2 separate regions of the Sus scrofa genome follow, and region 1 is linked to region 2. A link is a contact called in public HiChIP or PLAC-seq data. All regions are on one chromosome and are shown on one strand. The core of a region is the stretch at or near the end of the contact, and the rest is flanking DNA. Distances in the headings are between cores, read along the strand shown.

What was found. HiChIP or PLAC-seq counts read pairs in DNA pulled down with a chosen protein or histone mark.
Region 1: a contact with region 2 is called in an H3K27ac HiChIP or PLAC-seq map of skeletal muscle. The contact joins the promoter of CREB5 here to the enhancer-like site in region 2. A contact is called at or near these places in 7 of 47 Hi-C or Micro-C datasets (embryonic fibroblasts, fetal heart ventricle, fibroblasts and 4 more) and 1 of 2 datasets of contacts at active chromatin or transcription factors (skeletal muscle).

What each region holds. Positions count from the first base shown.
Region 1 is chr18:44,262,557-44,267,771 of Sscrofa11.1, reverse strand. It overlaps CREB5 (cyclic AMP-responsive element-binding protein 5), which reads left to right and starts at 3,258. Exons shown (of 11, transcript XM_013985749.2): 1 at 3,258-3,375.
Region 2 is chr18:43,931,542-43,937,462 of Sscrofa11.1, reverse strand. The region is part of intron 7 of CREB5 (cyclic AMP-responsive element-binding protein 5); the gene reads left to right. Among named protein-coding and RNA genes, the nearest start is that of TRIL, 210 kb to the right of the region's middle. Within about 2 kb of position 4,247, at least 23 of the 83 cell types and tissues checked have an H3K27ac peak or open chromatin away from gene starts, as enhancers often do. A contact at or near this core is called in retroperitoneal adipose tissue and skeletal muscle, where this site is marked.

The sequences.
Region 1 (5,215 bases), core at 2,009-4,508, 330 kb before region 2:
CTAAAGGGTTAACCTCTGCTCTCCCAGGGGGTCAGTGTAGGTGCAAGGTAGCTCTTCCTAGGTCCAGCCAGTGTGGTGTCTTATGGTTAGCCTTGTGCTTCACCTGTTCTCCTACTCTGTGGAGGGTGGTGAGGAAGGTAGGAAGGGCCCTGGGTGGGTGGTACCCCAGCTAGTTTACCTTGACTCTAGGGTCCCTGTCTCCACATATCTCTCAGGCCGTAATGGGCAGAGTCCTAGTAGGTAATGTGGCATTGCTGGAGGTGGTGCTGGCACACCAGCAGGCAAATGCCCCAGGTTATGGCTGCCACCTGCTAAGGTACTCCTTGAGATGCTCTTGCATGGCTGCTTCTAGGAATTGCAGCCCCCATGGGACTCTGGCTCCGAGAGATCCTGACAGAGACATGGTGAGCACGAGGCCTGCAGAGATTCACACCCACAAACCTGAGGGCTCTGTTGGCATGGTTTGGCAGATGAGAGCCTGCTTGGTACAGATGGTGCATGTATGGGTTAGTGTGGGGCTGGGATGGGTCTGGGGACACAGGTTCTTTTTGCATTTATTTGGTTAAGTTTGCTAAAATCACTGGCTCTCCTTCTGTCATGGCATTGGCCACATTAATTTCATTGATAAAAGTGAGGGTAAGTACTTATTTGTCCTGTGCCAGCCTCACTTTGGAGTCCACGTTCATAAATACCACCTGTCTTTTTCATTTTACATTTAAAAAATTGTATGTATGGGTGATTTATTTGGTAACAGAGATCTGAAATATACAGAAAACTGTAATGCAATGGCTAGAAACATTGTGAATGAAATTGCTGTCAGTTCAGCAGAAGCTAAGAGGTGAGTCAGCACCACAAACAATATGGCTGATGTGGAGAAATTATCTGTCCATTGAGACTCCAAGTAACCTAATGATTATCAAGTTTTTGGGGAAGTCATTGGAAGAGTCCCATGTGTATTCTCTTGTCAACCGTGGTGTAGACAGGGTGATGTTTACCTGGTAACAGCACATCAAACAAAAGATCAGCAACAATTTTCAAGGATGGACAACTGATTTGGATAGTATTAGAAACTGATGAGCTACTTGCTTTAAAACTCAAATATATGCTTCTGTTTAGAGAATATTGGGAATTAAATGTTTTAAATTTATATGTTGATTAACTAATTACAGGTTTTAAACTCTTTTGATCATCATCTCAGTTTTGCTTATTCAATTCTCCATTCTATTCCTTTGGTCCACACCTGTCAGCCGGAAGAAGAGATGAGCTCTCTGACTGAGCATTGATAAGTTAGGCTGTCTGCCTTTTCTGTCTCAAGGTTGCTCCTTGTCTGGTTCACGCTTTTTCTTTAAGGGAGAAGGAGGTAGATCCTTGCTTTAGGTGGAAAAGGATGTCCAGCTAATTGAGTAGGAATGTGGGCAAGGAGGCTGTTCCTCAGGAGGCTGTTGCTTTCTTCTGTAAACACAGGTAATTGAGCTGTCATTTTAAAAGTTTTATTAGTTAAGATTCAAGTTAGGACTGGAGCCCTTCTTTTGCAATTCCTTCAGGGCTACACGTGGAAGAGAACAAATAGGAAACGCAGTGATGAGTTCTGAATCAAGCTGTGGGAAAGGAATAGTCAGCAGTCCCTGTGGTCTCAAGAAACACCAAGAAAGAGAGTTGTTTAAACACTTAAAAAATAGAAAGGAAACACAGAGCTCTTCCATTTAGTATGGCAAAACCAGCTCAGAAGTATGTGACGATCCAGGCAAAGCACGACAGTTTCTAGCCAGTCCAGTCATGATTCTCTGGCAAACTGCACAGTCATGGTTATGATGCATTGGGATGAGAGGTGCTATATAAATGTCAGATGTTACATAAATGTCAGGAATGATTATTGTTTGTTAATGGGGGCTAAACTGTTCCTAAGCAAAGCTTGGACTCCCAGCCAACTCGTCCTCAGCAAAGGTTCTAACCATCAATAACCCATGAGAATGGAAAGCTCCGCCCTGGTTCTAGAAAGGAGTCCAGTTAGGATTTGGAGTTTTAAAACAGGGGCGGGAGTTATCCAGTGGCTTCAGGCCAGCCCCCTAAGCTTCTGGAATTTGCCTTGGCTCCCTGTAAAATGGGGATAATTATAACACCTGCCCTACTTCTCCTTGTGCTGGGTTGTTGTGAGAATCAGGGGAGTTCCACGTGGGTTCCAGTGCTTTGCAAAGTGTGAGCTGCTGCAAGGATGACCGTGGTGCTCTGAGATGTCTGGCATCTCCTGGATTTAGCCTCTGCCTTCCCTTTGAGTCCGACTCACAGAGAGAACATCCGAATGGAAATTAAGCTGGGGATGGCCATGGTGACCTGGCTGATGCTGAAAACACCAGGCTCCTTCTCTCACTGAGCTGTCAGGAACGTACTGCAGACCAGGGCCCCGAATCCTGCATTCCGGCTCTGGCTCTGCCACTTGCCAGCTTATGAGCTTGGGCAAGTAACAGAGGAGGCTCTGGAAGTGAGCGCCAAGGGCCCTTCCGGATCTGACGCTGAGTCTAAATCAGGCTCATCATTTGGCTCTAGCTGTAATTCACCTTTCGCCTGCAGGAACAACGCTCCTTCCAGCTTCTCACACTCATGAAGCAGGGGTCTTGGGAAGGACAGGGGCATCACATTCCAAATGAGTGTGCACAATAAAGAAGTTATTCCTTTGGAGGTGAAATGGGGCGCGGCGGGGGGGGGGGAGGGCCGTGAAAAGGGGTGTCGAGTGAATGCTCTGAGAAGCCAGGATGCAGGGAACACTGTAATGAGGTCACGACTGTCGCAGGCAAAAAGGAGCTGGACATCTGCTGGTGGGGGAAGGGGGAGCGTTCCTCATTTCTGTTTGTAGAAAGTCTCTTCCCGCATTCGTCTGCACCCCCTCCCCACCCTTCCTCTACTCCCCATTCCCACCCTTCCCCTACTCCCCGTCCCCACACCTTTCAAATGCCACCAGGCCCTCCTCACGGGAGAGCCCAGGTCCCTGCCTCCTCCGTGGTCCCGTCTGAAACCGTGACGATTGTTTCCAAGCTGACTCACACCACTAATGTCAGGGAGCCGTGTCACACGGCGCTGGCCTCTGCAAGCTGTTGCTCGCGCGGTCGCCGCTGCCGCCGCCGCTCCCCCGCGGGTGCACCAGAGTCGGCTGGTGGGGCGGTGCGCGGGCGGGGCCCGCCCCCTCGGCGCGCCGGCCCCGCCCCTCCCTCCTCCCCCCACCCCCCCACGGGCCGCAATGATTTAGAAGTTCAGGAATCCCACGTGACGTCACCGGGGGGGTGATGTAATGCACTCTAAATAGAATGTATTGTAATCTTTGCTCAGTCCAACGTGGTCCCTTCACCCGGGCTCCGCTCTTGCCTTCTCCACACTTGTTTGGTAAGTTCCTAAAAATACGGCTCGGCCACTTCTGGGGCTTTTGCATTTAGCCACTTTTGTTGCACTTGCCGCGGGAGCCATCTCGGGAACGTACTTGTTTGCAGGGGCTGGTTCTCGGCAGCAGCCGCGAGGTTACTTGGTCTAGTGGGCAGGTCACAGGGCAAGAAGTAGGGGAAGATGCGATGCATTTTTTTTTTTTTTTTGGAGGATGATCTGTGTTTGTAAACACTCTGGCGGACCAGAGGGAAGTCCGTCCCCCAATGCTGGTGGACCGTGGAATTCGGCTGTGTCCTGAGGCTACCCCAGAGACCCCACGCCGAGTCCGTCCCGGAGCGCGTCTCGGTGGCCGCCGCGCCGTGCGACTGGAGGGATGCTAACGTGGAGCGAGCGCCGTGTCAGCCCCGGCGTGCGTGCGTGTGTGGGAGCGCGCGTGTGTTTCCCTGACACGGGGAACAGTTATGAATCGGGGGTGTGTGTTTGCCTCCAGAGACCTGGCAAGGTGCGGAACCCTCCAGAAGTGCGGTCAAGCGGCGTCAGCGGTGGCGGCAGCGGAGACGGCGAGCCAGGAACCGCCCCCCGCGTCCCCAACTTCCCGGTGATGCGGCGGAACCCCCGGAAAAAGTTTGCAAACTTCCAGCGGGCGCGGCGAGGACGCCGGGTCACCTAGGGGGCGGATGGACGGGCGCGCGGGGGGCTCGCTCCCTCCCCGGTGCTGAGCCTGCTGCTGCCACCTCTCCCGCAGGGCTGCCGGCCCCAGGTGGTGGGCGCGCGCGCCCTGGGAGGGGACGTCGCTCTTGGAGGGCACTTTGCTTTCACTCCGGGCGCGGAGGGCTGGAGAGTGGCGAGGCTCTTCTCGCCTTCATTCCTCCAGCCACCTCTTGCCTCCGTCCGGTTCTCGTTGGCATCATTACCTCTTCTCCGCTGCTGCCCCAAATGACAGCTCCCGCTTTTGCCGCGGCGGCGCGGTGGCAGTTCCCAGGATACGGCGGCGGCGAAGCCCTCTTCTCCAGGCAGATTCTTCAAGGAATCGCTTAAAACTTTTCACGACGGTCTTAGAGGGGCAAGACGCACGAAGCAACCAAAGAGATGTTTTTTCCCCGTCGGCTGCATTTCGCTTTTCTTTTGCTATAGGTTTATTGGGGGGGGTGCTAATCTGGTAGATGAAGCCCCCGATCTTGATCTTGTCCACTCCTCCCTAACTTTCCTTGAACGGGTGCCGCCCCCACTTGAGGCTGGTACAGGGCCGGGAACTCAAGTGGGTCTCTTGTGTATTTCGTTGTCAGAGCCCGCAGAGTGTATGATTTTTATTTTTCCCTCCCTCTCTGACATGTGTCAAGGAATAAAGGCTGGAGACAGGTCCATTACGTCATTCTGCAGGCCGTAAGTGTTTGATTAACAGCTTCAGATACTCAAGGGTTAGGGGCTTAGAAGTGCTGACAAAGCAACTATGCTTTCCATCCCCAGCCCCCACCATACTCGTACAATCGCCGATTCCCTGGGCATCTTTATTACCCTCTCCCTCTGGACCCCTCCTTCTCCGCCCGCTCTCTCCCGCCCATACCGTTATCACTCTGGCCCCGCCTCCGCCTTTTACTGCTTTCCCTGGGGCGGTCACAGTCCCTGGAGCGTGGTGAGAGCTTCTGGCGGCTGAGGGGGGCACAGTACCTGATCTGCGGGCACACAAGCTGCCCTTTTCTATTATTTAAGAAAGGCGCTAGCGAGCCCTCTCCTCTAGGGCAAAAATAACTTAGTCCTGATAGAAAAGGCATCTCAGGAAATGTTTAGAGACGCTACGGTGGATAATACCACGTCCCTGTGTTGACTTAGGAAAACAACACAC
Region 2 (5,921 bases), core at 2,998-5,497:
GCTGTGATAGCCTTCCATCTTTCTAACCACCCTGAATAATAGGCACTTCCTCCCAGATTCCTGGGATCTGTAGGTGTCTTCCAAGAAAGTGAGGTCTGCTGGAAGGAAATGGATACCTGGTGGATCGTTTTAACACTCAAAGCAGGGAGGGAGGGAAGGAGAGGGATGAGCAAAGAGGAATGGAGAAGGGGATAGAATGAGTCGGGGAAATGCACACTAGACTGCAAGCTGTTTTTAGCCTCTGCTGGGTGCACGTGATTCTGCACAGATGTGGATGTGCTGCCCTTAGAGTTGTGTAGATTTGTGTTTATTTCTATTCGTGAGAGTTAAACCAATTCTAGCTAACCCTGAAAAATGTTTACCTTTTCTTTTCTTTTTAAAGAAGTCAGTAATACAGTTGGAAACTAAATAAGAGATGAGGAGAACTTGTCCATACACCTGTCTTGAGTCTCAAGTCTCATTAATGATGAGGTGAAGGTTACCACGTTGAAACTGACTAAAATGAAGGATGCCATATAAACACCCATTCTTAGAGGGCTCTGGCTGCTCTGCCCAGATTGCACCTTCAATTTGGATAGGGATAGTCAAGCCTATGAGGTATGGTTGCCAGAAAGAAGGTATGCATAGCTATGACCTGATTTCATCCTCAGCACAGCCCCCTAACAGCAATAGTGTTCCCATTTTACAGCTATGGCAACTGAGGCTTTAAGAAGTTAAAAAACTAGCCCAACAACATATCACCAAGCAAAAGCTAAAGTATCAGACACGAATGACAAAGCTTTTTCATCACAGCATAGATTCTTTAGATAAAAATATACAGCTTCCAGATATCAGTAATCAACAGATTAAATCAAATTCTTTTTAGATTAATGTATATTTACATACTAACGGGAGACAAAGGTAATTTAGACCTCCAGATAACCTGGAAAGGATGTGGAATGGTTGGTTAGTTAGTATGGAACTTTCATCTTGGCTTAATCAGAGCTCTGTGGCCTCACTGACTGATCCAGCTTCACTGCCTCTTATTCAAACACATTTTAACCTTGACATTTCTTGTTTTACATGTGTGTTTCTCCTACTTGATTGATTGGAAGCTCCTTGAAAATAATCCTTGCATTGTGTAAGCTCCATGTACTGAGAAAGGTCCCGTGAATGAGAACTGAATTTAATTGAGTTGAGGTGAATTAAAATTATGAGAAGGAAGCAAACCCTAGCTCTGGAAATGAGGGTGGGATGGAGCGGGTAGGGGGCAAGGGTGGAGCTGAGAAGAGGAGGATAAATTTTGTTAAATGCTAAGTATTCAGCTTGTAAAAAGTAGCTGACTACATTTGATTTGTTTGAAAGACATCCAGAAACAATATCCATCATATTTTTTCCTTGAGAAGAAAGCAGTGTGTCTCTTCCTTAGAAAACAGAACTTGGAATATCATTGCCCTCCTAGGAATTGAAAGCAATGAATACTAAATTCTGTTTCTTCCATTGTGATAGGCCAGTTGTGCTGTATTTTGGTCACTGACTGTTAATACTTCATCCACAGTTAGGTTTGCAGTTTATTGAACGAACACATAAATATATGCATTAATGAATGAATGAAAGAAACCAAAATGATTGGAGTGTTAAGGCCTTTTAGTGATAAAAGGCTGTTATCCAGTTCCTCCTTTGACAACTGAGGACACCAAAGCCTGGTAAAGACTTAGGGAGGTCAAGCCATCATTTAAACACAAAGCTGGGTCCCAACTCAGACCTTCATGCTTCTACCCAGAATGGCACTTTTTCCATGAGCTGTACTGATAAATTACTAACAGCGCCTCTTTTTTTGGCTCCTAGTTTCCTCCTGGCAGATTGGCAGATGAGAACTGGGGTGGTATAGTGAGCAATCCATGGTTAAATCTCCACTTTGTTTTGAATGTCAACCTGGGTGTGTTTGTGTTTGCCTTTCCCCTCCCTAATTATCAAGCTGGATAACTGTTTGCCTACCGTGCCCCTTGGCCACCCACTGTCCAACAGATAAATCACAGGGAAGCCTGGCTCCATATGGAGTTGCCTGGAAAGTTTATACACATGAAAAGGCAGTCTCCAGGTAACATCTCCCTGGCACTCTTGAGAAATGCAGTTCTTCAATTTGCCTATTTGCTTTCATCACCCCCAGCTTTGCTTCCTAAAAGTCCAGGAATAAAAAGCAGTGATAAATAGCATGTCTGCTTCTCAGAAGCTTTGTGGCAAGGCAGGAAATGCTGTTGGCTTGGAAGAAACTCTTCTTAACGTTTGGAGGGTGCCAGCAGTCCTGTGTCCCTGCAGCCAGTGATCAAAACACAATGATGGGCTGAACCAAGGTGCCCACTCTTTGCAGAATCCTTTTCCCTCACGGGCCAATATGCAGATGAATAGGAATTCGGTTAAGACTCCACACTGACCACAGCAAAAATCTAAGCTCTCACTGCTATGTACAGTGGATCTCATTTTAAGGGCAATTTACCTTAAAACATCATAGTAGAAAATGGTAATTGATGACATTGATGAATCACTTGTGTATGTGGCGGAAATTATGTTAAACATCTTGCAGTGTATTATTAGCTCGTTTAATTCTTGAAACAATCCACTGACGGAGGTACGGTCCTTCATCTTGTTTTATGAATGAATAATCGGAGAGATTGAATAACTTGCAAAGAACATTCAAGCTGATTTAAAAAAAAAAAAAATGGTGCTGGGATGTGAACCCAGGCATTGGGCGCTTGGTCCTGACTCTAAACCATAATGTTTTGCCAGCCAGGGGGATGATCATCCTGTGAGTTTATACTAGTAAAGCACTTTCCAAATTCTGAGTGCTTCCGTGCCCTTTGTCCCATTGGAGCCTCATAACAACCCTGTAAAGTCGACGGGGAAATGTTATTATTCTCATTTTATAAACACCGAGAAGTTCTTTGTAACTTTTCCAGCATTATCCAGTGGCACGATCAGGCCCTGAGCCCAAGTCTTCTTTGATTTCCACCCTGTTTCTACTACATTGTGCTGATTCTGACATCCCCATGATAACTTATTCTGAATCAAAGCAAATTCTTATCAAAGTAAAACTCAGGTGTATAAAGGAAGTCTTGGCTTAAATTAATAGCTGGGCTCAGCCACCTATTAGCCTCTCTAGTTCTTATCATCTAAACACTGGAGAGCAGGCTAATCCATATTTCTGTCTGGCCAAGACAAGGGCTGAATTACAGAGCTAAAAGCAACAACATGCCTCTAAGAGCTAATGGAAGCCCCAGGTCCTTTCTTTTGGCTGAAAGTATAACTTTGTACATACCTCTGCCTTGTTGCCCACTTAACACAATGTAGAACGTTTCATTTAGGAATACATGGTGTCCATTTTTTTTTTTGGTACAATGTAAATGATTAGATTATGAGATCATTGATAAGAGCTAGCAACCATTTATTTATATTTCTACAGAACAAATTCCTATAGGGTTTACATTCCAGGTGCTGATCAGAATTCCAAATACATGGGATTATTCATTGGATTATATTTGTTTTGAAAATGAGAATTTGAGAGATTATCTGTTGCTATGAGTCACTAAATTCCAAAGCAGGAAAGGAGCTCAGGGATTATTTTAGCAAAATTCTTTCCTTTGAGAAACAAAAGCCTGACATTCAAGTTAACAACTGGTTTAAGTTCATGTAGCTAATCAGCAGAAGAAATGGAATGGGAACCCAGATTCCAAGTTTTCAAGGTTAGAGTACTTCACTTCCCAGGTGCTGGTCAAGAATTGACACAGAAAGCCATCTGCTGGTTGCTGTGATAGTGAACCTTCTAAGCCAGTGTTTCCTGAAGCGTTTTCTGCAGAGTTGCGTTAGTGAAACAGAGTGCCTGGGAAGAAGAGGGTCAGTCAGCTTTTGTATGAAATAGAAATTGAAGTTCATCATCAGAATGCCTGAAGAAATGGGTAGAGTTCTCTGCAGTTCTTTCTGAGACTTTGTGGTCTGGGCTTGAGATCACTAAGCTGGTCTTATTGATCCCCAGGAGAATGGCTATGCGCTGAGTTTTGCATCTCTTGGTACCCAGTACTAACTGCCTTGATTTTGCCTGCCACCAAGCAAAAGTAAACGTCCCACGTCTCACTGCCGTGTTCTTTGGGGCTTCGAGGATCTTCCTTGGGCTTTTGGAGATCTGTTTCGTGCTGGTATGGAGGGATGACCAAGCTCTCTGAGCACCCAGCACAAAGCGGTATTGAAATGGCCCTTTTTATGGGATATTCTCTTTTGGCTCACCCTCCTCCGCCCTCACCAGCGCCTCCGCGTACACACATTCGGTCTCCTAGGACTCATTGTCTTCCCAGTTTTCTTTCTTTCTCTTTCTGCAAGTATCCACCCTGCTTTGGTAACCATGGCAACAGGTGAAATACAATCCCAATATTTGCTCGCTGCCTCTGTCACCCAGCCCAGCACGCACATCGCCGGCTCTTGTTTTTGTGTTTGTTTAATGTTCCCAAGCCTGAAGTCAGATGCATCTGGGCAAGGACACAGCACACGGTCGGTCTGGTTCGGAACACTCCCTCTCAGACAGTCTTCAGGCACGTCTTCTTTGTGTGTTTGTGTACGTGTGCGCTCGCGTGTGTCCCTGTCTGCTTTGGAACGTTGTGCAAATAAGTTCAGCTTGTGTCAGAATAGCGGCTGGGGGGGGAGGCGGTGAAGGGCGGAATTTTACAAATCTTGTTAGAAGGAAGTTCTGCTTTGCAGAGATATATTTTGGTCTTTTTCTTGGAATTTATGTAGCTTACACTTTCCAAGATTTTTGCCAGCACAACTAACAAGAAAAGTTTGCTTTGCACTTTGGGATGATTGCTGTGCGTTGGTTTGGTGTTTTATGTGGGAAGTACAGAAGATTCGTCAGAAAATGTGTGCCCTGAGGGGAATGGAAGGTGGGGCTTTGGGGCACATAGAGAAGGCAAAGTTTTCCTAAAAGTTTGGGAGTTTTAAAAGGAAATTTTTAAAAAATAATAATAAAAGGGAGAATCCAATCTTCAAATCCAAAACTAAGAGAGAATATATTTTTCCCATTGATATCTTTTAAAATGGTCTTTCCTGTTTGTTTGAAAATCTAGCTGTACTGCAGTATATGACCGATTCCCTTGCCTTCTTTGTAGTGTGGATAAGATGAATCATTAGGTTCTCAGAATCAATGAGTCCCAACAAAAACAGAAATAGATCGAGTATTTTTATTTCGAAATGGTATTTGCACTCACCAGGCAGGAGATATATTCAAGGAGGACAAGATTTTCATTCAACTCTGGCCTTGGATTCTAAAGATTAAAGGTGCAACCAGAGAGGCAAGGCAGTGACCTGATTTCAGTAGGTAGCCAGCATCTCAAGTATAAGAGGGAGCAAGTTCGCGCTTGGGTAGAATTTCAGAGTTGGCAAGTGTTTCACTTGTACCCTTTCCTGGACTGTCTATCTCCCTTTTGTCACCTCTACATGGGAATGTGCCCGTGATTCCGGGGAACGGGTCCTGTGTCCCTCCCAGCCTCTCCTGCTCCACTCAGCTCCACACAGCATGGTCCCTCTCCGAAAGCCCCTTCCAGAAGCCTGACATTTCTTCTGAGGACTTCTTGCTCTCTCTGGCTGCCTTGCCTCTCCTATCCTATTTCCTTTGCTCTGCAAACGCCACTTCTTTTCTTTTTTTCTAAGACTTAGCTCAAATGTACATTTCCTGCAAAGTCTTCTCAACCTCCTCAGGTAGACAGGAGCCATGCCTTCTGCTGGGCTAGTCTCCATTTGCATCTTGTTTATCTCTTCCTTGTAGAGGCTTTATTACATGTCATTGTCTGTGAACCTGCCCCATGGCCAGCCTGTGAACTCCTTGAGAACAGAGGCCAATTTGATGCCATGTCCCAGGGTTGGCAGCTTTCCTGAGTGTTCCAGGCACCCAGTAAATA